Regions from separate parts of the Mus musculus genome. Here region 2 is linked to region 1. A link is a contact called in public promoter capture Hi-C data. All regions are on one chromosome and are shown on one strand. The core of a region is the stretch at or near the end of the contact, and the rest is flanking DNA. Distances in the headings are between cores, read along the strand shown.

Region 1 (7,488 bases), core at 3,090-5,589:
CCATTATAACCTACTGGGAGGCTGGAAGCACCTGGCTACCTACTAATACAGCAGGACTCTCACTCAGATGATGGGCCCCTCCATAGTCACAATTGCCCAAAAGTAGATGCTGCTGCCTTTGCTCTCTGAGGAAGCTGGGGCCCTCACAACCAAAGCTAGCTTCCCTAGAGGATCTGAGGATGCTGATGTCGGGGATTGCAGAGGTAGGAAACCCAATGGGAACGAAAGGAAGGGAAGGTCGAGGAATTCAGGCTCCTGAATTCAGCCAGCCTGCAACCAACACACTTGGTGTTCTAGTAGCCTGCCTCCTCCTCCTTGCTCACTCCCCAGGAATGTGCCACCTCCACCCCTTGCTCACATCCCTTTCCTTTGCTTCCTGCGTCAAGCGGAAACCAGCTCAGATTTGGCCAAAGAACCTAACAGATAGATGCCTTCAGGCAACAAGGTCCTGAGCAAGTGTCTGCCTAGTGCAGGGAATGCCTACAGATCCAGGTGTGTGGTATCAGGACCGTGTCTGCCCACTACCCTTGGAACAACCCACCTGGGGCCTCCTGAGAGTCCATGGCATGCCACTGGTCCAAATGTGCCTGGGATCTGCCTCTCAGCCCATTCTGCCTACTGTAACCTAGGTAACACTTCATAAATGAGGAGAGCTGGGTAGAGACTGCAGCAACTCCCAGTGTCCCTCTGAGCCACCTCTAATCCAGACCTTCCACTCAACCTGTTGGGCAGCCTTGCAGCCTGAGCTGAGCATCCCAGGGTTGAGGGGATCAGGGTGGAGTGTTAGCTTCCTCCTTCCCCTAGCTCTATGTCCTCTCCTGGAAGAGTTCCTGACCACATCCGTCCCCACTCCTGGATTACAAGGAAGCAGCAAGGAGCCTTTAATTGCTTCCCAGCACAGCTGCATCCTAGGCAGCTGCAGGACAAAGGCGAAATGGGAGGAGAAGACCTGACCATGCTGTCCACCTTGATTCTCGGGACAGCCATGCCCACTGGACCATGTGTTTCCCTTGCCCTTGCCTCTTCTTTGCTGCCCAGCACAGGGCTCACTCACGCCCGATGAAGCATTTCCACTTTTGCCATTTCAAGGGGTTGGAGGCTGTTTGCCCCATTCAGGTTCAGGCATTGGAAGCAAGCACCAAACCTAGGAGACTAGCTGCAATATGCCTTTCTCAGCTGCCACAGAGAGGTTGCCTTGAGGAGTGGGTATGGACACAGCGGCTCTGGTGTCCATCCAGTGTTGGCCTGCCATGCTGAGTGGCATGGGCAGGAGCCTGGTCACAGTGATCGTCTGCTGCAGTTCCTGCGGCCTCCTTCCTCTGCTCTGCCGGCTGGCTGGAGCTCAGTGTTTGTTATTTGATTCCTATCCTCTCTTCTACCAGGTGTCTGGGCTGCTGGGAAGAAACACTCTCCTCTTTCCCACGCTCCCCAACACATTTTAATGAATTAGCTGGAAGCCCCGCCCCCCACTGCCCACTGGCCTCCCTCCCCTGCTCAGCGCCTTTAAGGTGGCTGCAGGCCTGGCCCAGCTTTGGCCAGCTGCCCTGTCTGTGCTGTCCTCCTATGGCCTCTCAGATTGCCTGGACTACCCCACCCAGATTTCCCCTGCAGATTCCAGAGCACTCTACATGCCACCCCTTCACAGCATTGCTTTCAGAGCTGCTGGCTCCTAAGCACCCACCTAAGCAAGAACGGGAGCTGGGCATCTGGAGGGAGGAGGATGCCCTTCCCACTGTCTCCTTCTAGGAATGAGCAGATGGTGGTCAGGATGCTCCTGGACCAGCATTCTTTGGATCAGGCAGGGAATAAAGGTCAGAGTCCAGCATCACAGCCAGAAGGGGGTCTCCTAGATCTCAAGCAAGCATCACAAACACCGGAGCTTAATACTAGGTCCCCTGAGACTCTCTGGGAGCCCCCTTCCCTCCCTCTCTTTGAAAGCGGGGAACAAATGTCCACCTTTTGGAAGTGTCCTCCAGCAAACACTTGGGTGGTGCTTACTAGGAACCAAATGCCCCACAGCCTTCCCCAAGCCCCTCCTTATCTGAGACAGGAAGGCATGGGTGTGGGCCAGAGCATAGCTGTGGTGAAGGAGCACGAGCCAGCCGGGAATCCTGTAACCATCACCTAAGAAGTTCTGTGGGTAGCTGGCCATCCAGCTCCGTCTCAGCTGCACAGTGGTGGTGGCAAGCCAGGCACATCTGTCTGTCCTTTGAGCCTGACACAGGGCAAAATGTCCTCAGGATAAGCTTTTACCACGATAGGACTGCCACACCAGCCATGCTATTCTGCAAGAACTAGCTGAGCCTTCCAGCTCTCACAGCCCCTGTGGTGGGGGCCTGGCGTTCCCACACTGAGCTCACACAGGGCCCCTTTGTCTGCCGCCTGCTGCGGATGTCAACAGGACTTTTCTCCCAGGCTCTGTTCTGGGCAAGCATCTCAGATGCCCTTCCTCAGGCCAGGCTGGAGCCCACCTAGGTAGGGGCCTATCCGGGGACCCATTCACCTTCAAGGAACATCACTGGGCTTGATGAAAGTAAGGCTCTGCTCACCCCCAGGTGTGGTCTCTGATTCCTGCCTGTCTAAAGCTTCCAAGCCCTATGCAAACGCATGAAACCATGGGCCAGCCAGGAATCAGATCCTGTCCTCTTATGCTCCCAGAACTCCCGTTTCTCCCTGCCCACTTTGTTTTGGGTTAGTGTTCTGTGACACAGCCTGCATTGGGGCATCAGTCAGAACCCCCAACTGCACCTCAGTCTACCTGCACGGTGGAGAGAACCATAAGGGTTCCTCTCAAGATCTTGGAACAGTAGCCAAGCAGTGGTAGCGCACGCCTTTAATCCCAGCACTTGGGAGGCAGAGGCAGGCGGACTTCTGAGTTCGAGGCCAGCCTGGTCTACAGAGTGAGTTCCAGGAAAGCCAGGGCTATACAGAGCAACCCTGTCTCGAAAAAAAAAAAAAAAAAACTCTCTGAACAATGAGGTATAAGGTGTGGCTAGGGGACCAAATAGGCAGAACCCAATAGACCAAGGATCCCAAGAAGACTAGAGAGCTTTCCAAGCTGAATACACATGAGATTCAGGTTCTCAGGTTAGCAGAAAAGGAGTGTGACCCTTAAACAAGTTGGCCCGACGGGCGGACATCTGGTGGTCACAGTGGTGGTGGGGGGGGGGTTGCCTACTTTCTCCATTCAATTTAGCTATGGTCCCTCCCCGTGAACATAGTAAGGTTGGGGACATGCCCCGGTGAATATGATACAGTTCTGAGTCTGGGGCAGGAACATCCACCAAAGGAGCGTCCCCAGATGGAGCCTGGCTGGGTGGGCTGCCCAGCTGAGGCTTACAGTTGCCTGCTTGGAATTCCCAGTTAGCTTCAGAAGAAATCAAGCCCTGACGTGCCCTGCCTCCTGCTCTGCAAGTCTTAAGATCATTCCTCCTTAATTTCCAGCAACCACAGCGAAGCTATAAGCCGTAAAACATAATGAGGAAATGTGGAGCCTTGCCTTCCCAGCCAGCGCCAGCACCTCCTGCCTCACTCACGGTCAGTTGTTAAGGGTGGTCAATAAAACGTGGGGCTTATGGCTTGGAAATGAGTCATTTCAGAACTCCCTCAAAGGGCAGTGCTGTTGGTCTCACGAGCCAGCCCTGTGTCTTATATGCTGACACTAAGTAAAGGAAACACATAAGGAGGAGTAGTGACAGACTGGCCACCGAGAAAGAGAGAGAGACAGAGAGAGAGGCAGAGAGAGAGAGATAGACAGAGAGAGACAGAGACAGAGGGGGGAGCGAGCGAGCGAGCGAGCCTGTGCCAGCCTGCCAAAGGAACCCCTACCTACACTGTGGGTAGCTTAGGGGCATGGAGCTCCCTCCATCAGTATGGAGGAGCCAAATGCAATTGCTGCTCAAGCTTCCCCGTAAATTACACTTGAGTAGAAAGGACCAGAGTGATGGAGGACTATACAACCGAGCAGTTCGTGAAATTGCCACCTGTGAACGCCAGGTCCAGGCCTGGGAGTGGCTGCGCAAGGAACTCGCAACTCCCGACATCTATGAAGGAAGAAGAAAACTGCCGAAGGAGCTTATACACCGGAGCAACCAGACCCAGGATCCCGCAGTGGTGCTGGAAAACCCCCGAGGCCTTCTGACCACCCTGGCCAGACCAGACTAGTGCTGGTCAGACCAGCGCCCTCTATCCTGGAGGGAGCTGCAGCACGACCCCGCCTCCGCCCCGCCCCCACGTGGGCACCACCCAATCGAAAGAGCCCTGGTGTGCGCGTCAAGAGCGTCTATTGTTATGCAAATATAAGAACCGTAAAAGACGGCGAGAAGCGGCGGGCGAATTAGAACTATTTTGCAAAGGGACGCGGGTGGAGTTCAGCTGGAGCGAAGCCTAACCTCGAAGGGACCACGACTGCGAGTGTCGCGGCCTCCGGCTGCCCCAGGTTCTGCGAACCAGCACCCAGCCCTGTCGCCCGCCCGCTTGGGCGCGGCTGGATGCAGCAGGGGTCCCGCGCCAGCGGCCCTCGGCCCCGAACGCCCGGAGTGCGCAGGGGCGGCGTGCGGGGCCCGAGGGCGCAGCGCCCTCCATGCGCCGAGGCGTACCTCGAGACACGCCCCGAGACAGCCCGGGGCCCGCACTGCAGCCGCCGCCCGCGCTAAGCCGGGGCGCGGCTCGCAGCCCTAGCTCTGCGGCAACATGAGCCAAGCCGAGCTGTCCACCTGCTCGGCGCCACAGACGCAGCGCATCTTCCAGGAAGCGGTGCGCAAGGGCAACACGCAGGAGCTGCAGTCGCTGCTGCAGAACATGACTAACTGCGAATTCAACGTGAACTCGTTCGGGCCGGAGGGCCAGACAGCACTACACCAGTCAGTCATCGACGGCAACCTGGAGCTGGTGAAGCTGTTGGTCAAGTTCGGAGCCGACATCCGCCTAGCTAACCGCGACGGCTGGAGCGCGCTACACATCGCCGCTTTCGGGGGCCACCAGGACATCGTGCTCTATCTCATCACCAAGGCCAAGTACGCGGCCAGCGGCCGGTGATAGCCACCCGGACTCCGGCCCCTGGCCCCCACCCGCGTCGTCTCTGCTGTACCTTCCCGCCAACTACCTCGGTGTGCGCCAGGTTTGCTGGTCCGCGTGGAAATCGGGCTAAGTCTCTACGTCCGCGGCCACGACCAAAGTAGCGCATCCGTGGACCCCAGGGTTCGGCTCTCCGCAAAAGAGCGCCTCCCCTTGGCAGTCCTCTGAGCCCCGCGGGGCCCCAGAGCCTTCCCACGGCCCCGACCGCCTAGAGGGTGGGGGCGGGGCGCAGGCTCCAGTCCGTTTTGAAATTTGAGTCTCACACCGGGAGACTTCGGAATCCCGAGATACCGGATCCTCCGCTTGAAATGTTTTCTCCGGAAGGTGAAAGGCGCGGGCGGACTCGCGCTCCAGCCGCCGCTCGTGAGACCCGGCCGCTCACAGTGCGGCGCCCGCCGCTGGCAGCCGCCAAACAACCATTACCGGGCTCCACCATCTGCGCGCCCTCGCACTTAGGAAGGGAAGGGGACGCTCCGGGTTCCTGATGTCCTCAACTATTTATCACGTGTGTGTATATTTGTGGGTGAAGTTTGTGCGCCTGAGTTTTTTGTTTGGAAATATTGTGCGTGGTTATGGGAGAAAGATGCATTTTTTTTCCTTTAAAACTAAAAACTTGAGTCTACCATTTTTTGGTTGCACTGAAAATACCGCCTAGCCCTATGGTTTTCCCATTGCTAGCCCCTCCCCCACCGAGTCCCTAATCTTCCACACCTCATTCCTCTTTTCCTCTCCCTGGATTCTGAGTTTAGAGAGCCTAGGATCTGTCTCCCTTTCCCCTCCCGTGAGAGGCCACCATTCCCCACACAGGCTGGTTTAGCAAAGTTCCAAAGGGCTCTTGAAGCCCGCGTGGCTGGGACGTGGGGATTCTGAGAGCATGGTACCCTTCCTAGTGACTTCTATTATAGTTAATAGTCGGTTGCACACTTTTTTAAAAAAGTAAATGAATTTGCCACGATTAAATGTCATAACATTTATGACAGAATATAAAATATTAACATATTTTAAGCCAAGTTTTAGGTGTATTTTTTTGAATCTTGGTTATGAACCCAATTTTAAAGGGCGTTGTATCCAGCGTTGTGAAGGCTGTTGTGTACCCATATTTATATTTTTATAAAATTCCTATAAAGACTGTGAATCTCTCATACTATTGCTGAATGAGTGGAAGGGCTGCTGTGCTCTTTCTGCCTTCCCCAATCCCCATCCCCACCCTCAAACCCTGCTCCAAGGCCCTATTATGATCTGAGGATCCAGCCATGAGGGAGGGGCTGTGCCAAGGACCAGGGCTGGAGGAGGTGCTGGAGCGTCACTGGCTGTCCCAGAAAGGAGACTTCCTGGTTTCTGTGGTTCCAATTTTCTATGCATCTCCATTCCCCTTCTTGTTTTGATCCTGGGAAATAAAAGGGAGGCTGAATTATTCAAATTTAAATGAGGTTTCCCCTTCGTAGAAGTGCTGCTGACCCTGCGTGCAAAAATGGGGAGCACTTGAGGACACAGGTGGGTGGAGCCCTTTGTGCCGCCTGGCCATATTCTTCGGTCTTCTGCGCTTTTATGAACCAGTGTGGGAGGAATAGTGATAATGTCATGAGAATGGCAGACACTGAGACAAGCACAGATTACTTCAAAAGGAGTTCTGTATGGTTTTTCTACACGCAAATGCCTTTTTAATTATGTTAATTAATGTTAAAACGTACTGGGCCTATGTTGAAGCTTCAGATGGGTCCTGGTTGGTCTCTTCTATCTGTATGAAGTCTGTGGCACACTCCTAAGCGTACGATATAGACTTGTAGCCCATCGTGAAAAATTTATAAATAAATTTTTCATTGGTCTTTTTATATTAAAAAAAAATACTGGTTTTAATTTTGGCACAAGTCCTGGGTCCCCCTCTAAGGGCCATGGCGTCCTACCTTCAGCTAATGAATGATGGCTGCTTGGGTTGTGAATCTATTGACAAGACCAAGCTGGGTAAAATGTGAACTCAGTCTAGCTCAGCTGTCAAGTCCAAGTCAACCACAGGAACCCAGATGCCACCTTAGTAGTTCGTGTCTCAGCTACTTCCTGGCAGAGTGGCTGAGACCTCCCCAGAGAGATCTGCTTATAGCTCATCATGCTTCCTACCCAGCCTGAAAGTTGAAACCCTGGAGGAACTTCTGCACAGATGAGGGTCTCTTTAGATTTGGGGGAACATTCCTGTTGCTCCTGGACAAGCAAAACACCTCTAGAGATTTGGGCTTCTAGGGCCAAATTCACCAAAAAGCAGATCTGAATTAGATCCAGGGTTCTCATGCCTGTGATTTGAGAAAATGCACTGGAGGACCATCGACAGCCCATTCCTGGGTCCTGCATGGGATTCAGGGGAGGAGGTGCCTGATGGGACCAGAATAGCAGCAACCAGCAGAGGAGATCCAATGGAGC
Region 2 (7,488 bases), core at 1,983-4,482, 140 kb before region 1:
ACCCAGTGGGGTTAGGCCAGCAGCTAGTTCCCTGTCTTGTTTTTTGTTTTTGTTTGTTTGTTGTATGTGTGTGTGTTGTTTTTAATATTGATTGATTGAATTAATGCTTTGTCTGCATGTACACTTGCATGCCAGAAATGGGCGCCAGATCCATCAGGTCCCAGTATAGATGATCATGAGCCACCATGTGGTTGCTGGGAATTAAACTCAGAACCCCTGGAAGAGCAGCCGCTACTCTTAACCACTGAGCCATCCCTCCAGCCCGCACCTACATGTTTTGTGTTGCAAGATCTCATCTATCTTACGCAGGATGGCCTCTTAACAGGGATGGATATTAAAAATGTGTGGCTACTTGCTACTGTCCAGGTTGAAGCAGTGGCCTCGAGGTGCATATGGACCTGCTGTCCTCTGCTCTTCCTCTGTAGTGGGACAGATTTGCCTGCTTAAAAAGTTTCTACTCCCCCTCATCCCCGAGACAGGGTTTCTCTGTGTAGCCCTGGCTGTCCTGGAACTCAGAATTCACTTACCTCTGCCTCCCCAGTGTTGGGATTAAAGACAAGTGCCACCACAGGGTCTCACGTTGTATCTCTGGCTGGCCTGGAACTCCCAGAGGTCCACCTCCCTCTGCAAGCAGGTGCCACCATGCCTAGCTGCATTTGTACAGTTTAACTTGGAATTGTGATAGTTACATCCTAGTAGTCTTCACGACTGTAAAGATCCCCTTATTCTGTATGCCTCCAAGGAACAGCTGCTAATGAAAATTTGATACTGTTGCCAGATGCAGTGGAGTTTGCTTGTAGTCCCAGCTTCTAAAAGGCAGAGCTGGGTCAACTTCTTGAATTTAGGAGTTCAAGGCCAGCTTGAGACACTGTTTAGAGAAAGGGTGGACTCTTATAAATTCTCTCTTAATTGCACACTCTTAGAAGAGCTTGTTTAGAATGATTTTGTTGTTGTTGTTGTTGTTGTTTGTTTGTTTGTTTGTTTTCAGGGGGTGGGGGTTGAGACAGGGGTTTTCTGTGTAGCCCTGGCTGTCCTGGAACTCACTTTGTAGACCAAGCTGGCCTCGAACTCAGAAATTCGCCTGCCTCTGCCTCCCGAGTGCTGGGATCAAAGGCGTGACCCACCACGCCCTGCCTGTTGTTTTTTTTTTTTTTTTAAGACAATGTCTAACTCTGTAGCTCTAGACTAGCAGATCTGGAAGCATGTAGACCAGGCTAGCCTTGAATTTATAAAGATCCACCTGCCTCTACTTTCTAAGTGCTGGGATTTGAGGCTGGGTCATCATGATTGGCTTGTTAAGAGTGATTTAAGTCCCCTTGTGTATTATTTTTGGCTTTCCCATGGCTAGGCCTTTTTCCACCTACGGCCATGTGAGGCAGTTTCCTGAGGTGCCCAGTGCTCTGCCCTCTGCATTGCTTCTGGGCCACAGGTGACCCTTCCTTAGCTAATTTGAGAAGCATGGTTGTGAAAGCTTGTCACCTGCTTGTGAATGGACTAGATTTAGATCCAGGCCACTTTAGATGTGGCTTTGGGCAATTACAGGATTTCAGGCTTTACTGTGGCATGCTGTGTGTGCTACCACCCTGTGTCCACACACCTGATTGCAGGTAGGATTGTAAGGACTTGGTTCATATGTCCACAGGAGACCCAGATTTGGAGAGGCAGCCTAAAAGCGTGGCTCATCCCGTTGCCAGCAATCCCTCTCAAGGAGCTGGCCCCAGGACAAGGTGTAAACCCTGATCCCTTGCTTTTCCTAAGAGGTGGCTGCTGGGACAGACTTCTGAAATAGGTGGTTGTTTTCAGGTCCTGTCCTGCTGCTGACCAGTGACAACATCAAACAACGCCTGGGTTCCGCTGCTCTAGACAGGTGCGCCCCTGCCCCCGTGTGGTCTCACATGGAGAATTTTAGCCAATTCGAACTTCTTTCTTAGCTGTCCTGGCATGGTCCTAAGATGGGCCTCATTATCCCTGTGCTTGGTGTCTGCACATGACAGCATGTTCCTTGTCCAGCTGTATTCTCTATTCTGTATATGTCCTTGGGTACCACTAGAGGTCCAGGAGACAACAGGCCTCTCTTTAACATATAGGCAGCTTTGCATCTCACTTTCTCTTAAGCCACCAACCTCTAGACCTGGCCACAGCCTCTGTTCAACTGCCCAGTTCCAAGCCTCCTTTGCTGTTCTGTGGGAGGGATGCTAATGAAGAAGGTGAGAGGCCAGCAATCAGGAGGCAGAGGCAGACCAATCTCTGTAAATTCAAGGCTAGTGTAGCCTACAGAGTGAGTTCCAGGCCAGCAGTGCCATATAGTGAGATACTGTTAAATAAAAAAAAAAAAAAAAAAAAAGAAAGAAAAAAAAAGAAAAGAAAAGAAAAAAATTTGGGGGCTGGTGTCTGCTCTATCAGAGGTCCTGAGTTCAGTTCCCAGCAACCACATGGTGGCTCATGACACCTATAAAGGGATCTGTTTCCACCTTCTGGCCTGCAGATATATATGCAGACAGAGCACTCATACATAAATAAAATTTAAAAATTATTTTAAGAAGGTGAGGTGCTGCCCTGTGTCTTGCAGCATCCATGAGTACCGGCTCTCCAGTTGGCTGGGCCAGCAGGAGGACATCCACCGGATTGTGCTGTATCAGGCAGACGGCACACTCACACCGTGGACCCAGCGCTGCATCCGGCAGGCTGACTGCATCCTCATCGTGGGCTTGGGTGAGCAAGAGCCAGCAGTAGGTGAGGTGAGTGCTCAGAGGGACTTCCATCTCCTGAACTATGTCCATCTTTGCTTTGGTTGAAATATTACTCAGAAGAGGACCCACATATCTACCACCCACTCTTTAGACGCTTTGCAGTATTCACTCTTAGAGATTATAGAGAAACAGAGGCCTATTTTATATCATTCTGAAATTTATTTTTGGGTGTTTTGGGACAGGGTTTCACTCTGTATCCCTGACTGTCCTGGAACTCACTATATAGACCAGGCTGGCCTCTGAACTCATAGAGATCCCTCTGCATCTGCCACCCAAGCGCTGGGATCAGAGGTGTGTGCCACCTCCACCCAGCATGAAATTTGCCTTTCCATCAGCAGGTAGGATTTTGATACAGACACCCTCCACCCCCCACCCCAGGTTTGGTCCATTTTGGTGGCTGTTGTTTTTCCGTTGTGAGCACTGCACCATCTGTGCTTGCAGCCTCTGCTGGTTACTTCACAGCACCGAATCCAGTGCCAGTTGTCTTCAGAGGCTTTCAGGCTGTTGACCCCAGAGGGTTTGTTTGCTCTTATTAGATTCGGCCAAGTGCTGAGCGGCTTGTTTTCAGTTTCCCTTTGTGAATGGCTGCAGGTATGGCTGAAAAGCCCCATGTCCTTCCCAGAAATGAAAACTCTGAGGAGCAATAAGTCTTCATTTTGATTAGTGTTCTCGTCTCCTCTCTGGTCTACCTGCTCAGCTCTCATTTCAGGCATCTCCTCTGCCTGTCTAATCTGGGAGCAGCCAAGTTCATCCCCTCTGGCGTGACCCCCCATTGTAGAGAAGCTGTGCTGTTTTGTAAGGGCAGTTCCCCAAAAGGTGTGCGTCATTTGTAAAGGTTGTAGCACACATTCATGAAGTAGTATTTGAGATACAGGACATGCTCCTGTCTCGTACTCCGAGCACCCTCACAGTCATGTTGGCCACCCAGCATTTACAGTTGAGTGGACCATGTGGTCAGAGTATTAGTAACCCCAAGATGGGCCGTCTTTATAGCCTAGCTACTAACTAGACCAATCACACACTGTCTTCTCTGGGGCCAGTCATCAGGGTATTGTTGAGTGTAGATCTTGGGGACAACTCTGTGATGGTCCTTGGTTCTATATATTGTGCTCAGTGCTCAGGCTTGCCTGAACTTGCTGACCAGGCCCTTCTCTTCCCCTAGCTGGAGCAGATGTTGGAGAGCACAGCTGTGCGTGCCCAGAAGCAGCTAATCTTGCTGCACAAAGAGGACGGTCCAGTGCCTTCCCGCACAGTGGAGTGGCTCAACATGCGAAGTTGGTGTTCTGGCCATTTGCACCTCTGCTGCCCACGCCGTGTCTTCTCCAAGAGAAGCTTGCCCAAGCTGGTAAGACCTGGTGGGCTGGCTCAGTGGGACTTGGCCCTGACTACATCATTTCTGGCCTTCAGCTATATATTTAAAACTGTCTTCCTCCCCCTTTATGCAGCATCAGGGCTTGTGGGTTCTGGTTGGGCTTGCCTCTGCCTCTGAACTCTGACTGTGACCTTAACTCTTGTGCTACCTTGCAGATGAAGAAAGGCACAACATGGTGGGAGCACAAGCACAGAGGCCATCAAGACCTGGGAAGGCCAGGAGTCTGTGCTTGACTTAGGTTCAGGGTCCAAGGCTGAGAGCCTCACATTTAGCCAAAGCCCCAGAGAGATCTCATGATCAGGTCCCTACACTATCCCTTCAGGGCAGAAGCAGACACAATCCTGAGACACTTCTTCCTTGGGTCAGCTTTAGTTCTTCGGGCCCAGTGTGAAAACTAGGTGGTGCCCACATGCCATAGCTCATTCAACCCTCACAGCTCAATGGACAGCATCCTGTTAACTGCATCTCTGCTCCTGAGAATACTGTCTACATAGAGGGCCAGTGGAGAGACTCAGGTGGGACATCCTGGGGGGCTCTGTGGTCTTAGGTAGTCTATAAGCTCCCTCCAGGTTTGTTTGTCCTCTGCCAGCACCCACCAGGTAAGCTTGGACCTTTCCGGGCACTTGGGTGCTCATAGGACTGTGTTCTGGAAAGGATAGGATATGAGGCAAATCAAGACATGCAGAGTTAAAAAAACAAAAACAAACAAACAAAAAAACCAAATAGCTGGACGTGGTGGCACATGCCTTTAATCCAGGCAGAGGCAGGCGAATTTCTGAGTTTGAGGCCAGCCTGGTCTACAAAGTGAGTTCCAAGACAGCCAGGGCTATACAGAGAAACCCTGTCTCGAAAGAGCAAAAAGAAAAAAAAAAGACATGCAGAGTTTTAGCTGAAGAAATACACAGACCTCTGTCTTCCTTTGGCTCCTCTCAGGTCGAGATGTACACACGTGTTTTCCAACGACCACCAGACCGTCATTCTGATTTTTCCCGCCTGGCACGGATGCTGACAGGCAATGCCATTGCCTTGGTGCTTGGAGGGGGTGGAGCTAGGTGAGTTCCCATCCAACTGTGTGCTATGTATGTGGGAATGACAGTTATTCCCACCAGCTTTACCCTGACTGAGGAAGATGATAGTGTGGTGCCATAGATGAAGAGACCCTTGGGCCACGCTAGTACCCCAGGAAAGAGTCTGCATGGATGGCAAGGGTGTGGTCTGCATGCCTAAGTATCTGGGTATATGAACGTTTATAGCCCAGATGTTCTGGATTCCACTGATGCCAGTTTGGTAGAAGAAAATGTGTATATTGTCTGAGCATCTATGCTTAGAAGCATTTGTTTGGTTCTAAGCCATGTGTCTCCTCTTTGAATATTGTCTGCTCCTGTCCTATGTTGGTTCCCCATTGGGCTCCCATGAAGTTCTTCCCACTTTAATATACTTTCTGTGGAGGAATGACCTGATGTGCTCATGAACTAGAAAAATGGTCTTTACTTCTTTGGGCTCTGGGTTCTTTAAAGGACTTTTATTTAACCCGTGTAATTCCTGCCCTGAGTTGTCATCTGATCCTTCTGAGCTGAAAGAGGTGGAGGCCCAGGGTATCATGGGGAAGATGAAGTGGTGATCCAGATATTCATGAAGGGTGGCATCAGAGTGCCCCTCTCTCAAGAAGAGGGTGCTCTGGCCTCTGTAAGCTGAGTCCTGGCTCTGCTCAATTTGGTAGTGAAGCGATACGCCACTGTATCCTGAGATCCTGGGGAAAGCTGGCCTAGCGGAGTGGTGTGACAGCCTCCATTGTCAGGTAGTGAGAGGCCCTGGTCCTATCTGTGGCTCTGGGTAGTAGAAGCTTAGAACAGTTAGGTCTAGACCTGGTCCTGGTTTGCAGGTCGATGAATTCTTCACTTTGCTCAAGGGGTACTCAACAGCCATATAGTTCTGTGAGATAAAAGAAGCAGTCATCTGCCTGCCCCTCCCAGAGCCAAGTCTACAAGACTGCCCAGAAGTGACTACGTTCAACCTTCCAACAATGAGCATGCGCTGCTCTCTGTGAACACTCGTGGTCCGTGGCTCTGCCTCTGTCTGTCTCTTGCTCTCATCGTCCTCATGAGGTCCCAGCACTGCGGCAGCCAGCACTGTGACAGCCCGTGCTGTGCTGGCAGTGTGTGTGCGGCATTGTAAGGGTGCAGCTCTTTCAGAGATGAATCCTATCCATGGGACCCTGACATCATTTCCTTCTTAGGAGTTTCTGACTGCTGTGTTTGCTTCAGTTCCATTTGCAGTATTATTGGTGTACTGGCGAACACTCCCAGAGAGAGCACTCACACCCTCTCCATCCAGATCGTCTCCTTTTGAGATTTCTAGGGTTGCGCACCCTCCAGCCCACCAGTCCCTCATCTTTACTGATGTCTTTCCAGCTGACTGTTGGACCTGAAATTTATCTTTGCCACCATCCTAACAAGTGCCTTTGTTTTATTCCCTTGTTTAGCTTCATTTTCTATATCTCCTGTCTTCATCTTTGTAGAAATCTCCTGCAGAGGCTGTGTGGGAGGTCACAGTATTAGCATTGGACCTGTCCACAGGCCTTCTCCTCTGCTCTCAGACTTGAGCGAGGGTTTGGCTAGGCATAGAATTCAGAATGAAAATCATCTCTGAGAATCTGTGCCAGAGTTGTATTGTGTGTGTAGCTTGGGTATTGTCGAGATTACCAATACTGTTTACTCAGTGCTCTGACTTTCCTGTCCCTGGAGCCTTAGGGAGTTCTTTTAATTTTGTTGTTTGGAAGGATGTGCTAGCGGCTCAGTGCTGCTGCTGCTGGTCTCACTTGTGATGCAGTCCCCCGAGACCTTTCACATTTGGAAATCGATGTGGTTGAAACTCTAGGAGATGTTTCAGTTTTAACTATTTGATGTATGTAGGTATTTTATCTGCATGTGCAGCTCATGAATATCTATTGTCTGCAGAGACCTAGAGAGGGTGTCGGATCCTCTAGAACTGTAGTCATAGTTATGAGCTGACATGTAGGTGCTGGGAATTAAACCCAAACCCTCCGGAGGCTCAGTGTGCTCTGAGCCGCTGAACCATCTCTCTAGTCCCAAAGTGTTCCATTTTTAAAAACAGTCTTTGCTTTTCTCTGTTCTCTTTTCCCAGAGCTTAATAGTGGTGTCCTAAGAGACGCCTCTGCTTCTATCTTTTTTTTTTAAAGATTTATTTATTATCATACATAAGTACACTGTAGCTGTCTTCAGACGCGCCAGAAGAGGGCATCAGATCTCATTACGGATGGTTGTGAGCCACCATGTGGTTGCTGGGAATTGAACTCAGGACCTTCGGAAGAGCAGTCAGTGCTCTTACCCGATGAGCCATCTCTCC

The links. Promoter capture Hi-C pulls out the DNA fragments that hold promoters and counts their contacts.
Region 2: a contact with region 1 is called in a promoter capture Hi-C map of liver. The contact joins the enhancer-like site here to the promoter of Nrarp in region 1. A contact is called at or near these places in 14 of 39 promoter capture datasets (the 3T3-L1 cell line, 3T3-L1-derived adipocytes, the HPC-7 cell line and 11 more), 2 of 15 datasets of contacts at CTCF or cohesin (pro-B cells and stem cell-derived epiblast-like cells), 4 of 484 Hi-C or Micro-C datasets (the G1E-ER4 cell line, embryonic stem cells and trophoblast stem cells), 6 of 115 datasets of contacts at active chromatin or transcription factors (the SCID.adh cell line, craniofacial prominence, embryonic forebrain and 3 more) and 3 of 9 other capture datasets (adipose tissue, liver and pancreatic islet).

What each region holds. Positions count from the first base shown.
Region 1 is chr2:25,176,419-25,183,906 of GRCm38.p6, forward strand. It overlaps Nrarp (Notch-regulated ankyrin repeat protein), which reads left to right and starts at 4,340. Exons shown (of 1, transcript NM_025980.2): 1 at 4,340-6,921. The coding sequence starts at 4,693. The coding sequence ends at 5,037.
Region 2 is chr2:25,037,034-25,044,521 of GRCm38.p6, forward strand. It overlaps Pnpla7 (patatin-like phospholipase domain containing 7), which reads left to right. Exons shown (of 35, transcript NM_146251.4): 22 at 1,804-1,867; 23 at 2,570-2,738; 24 at 3,913-4,095; 25 at 5,056-5,174. Among named protein-coding and RNA genes, the nearest start is that of Nsmf, 14 kb to the right of the region's middle. Within about 2 kb of position 3,233, at least 4 of the 459 cell types and tissues checked have an H3K27ac peak or open chromatin away from gene starts, as enhancers often do. A contact at or near this core is called in liver and pancreatic islet, where this site is marked.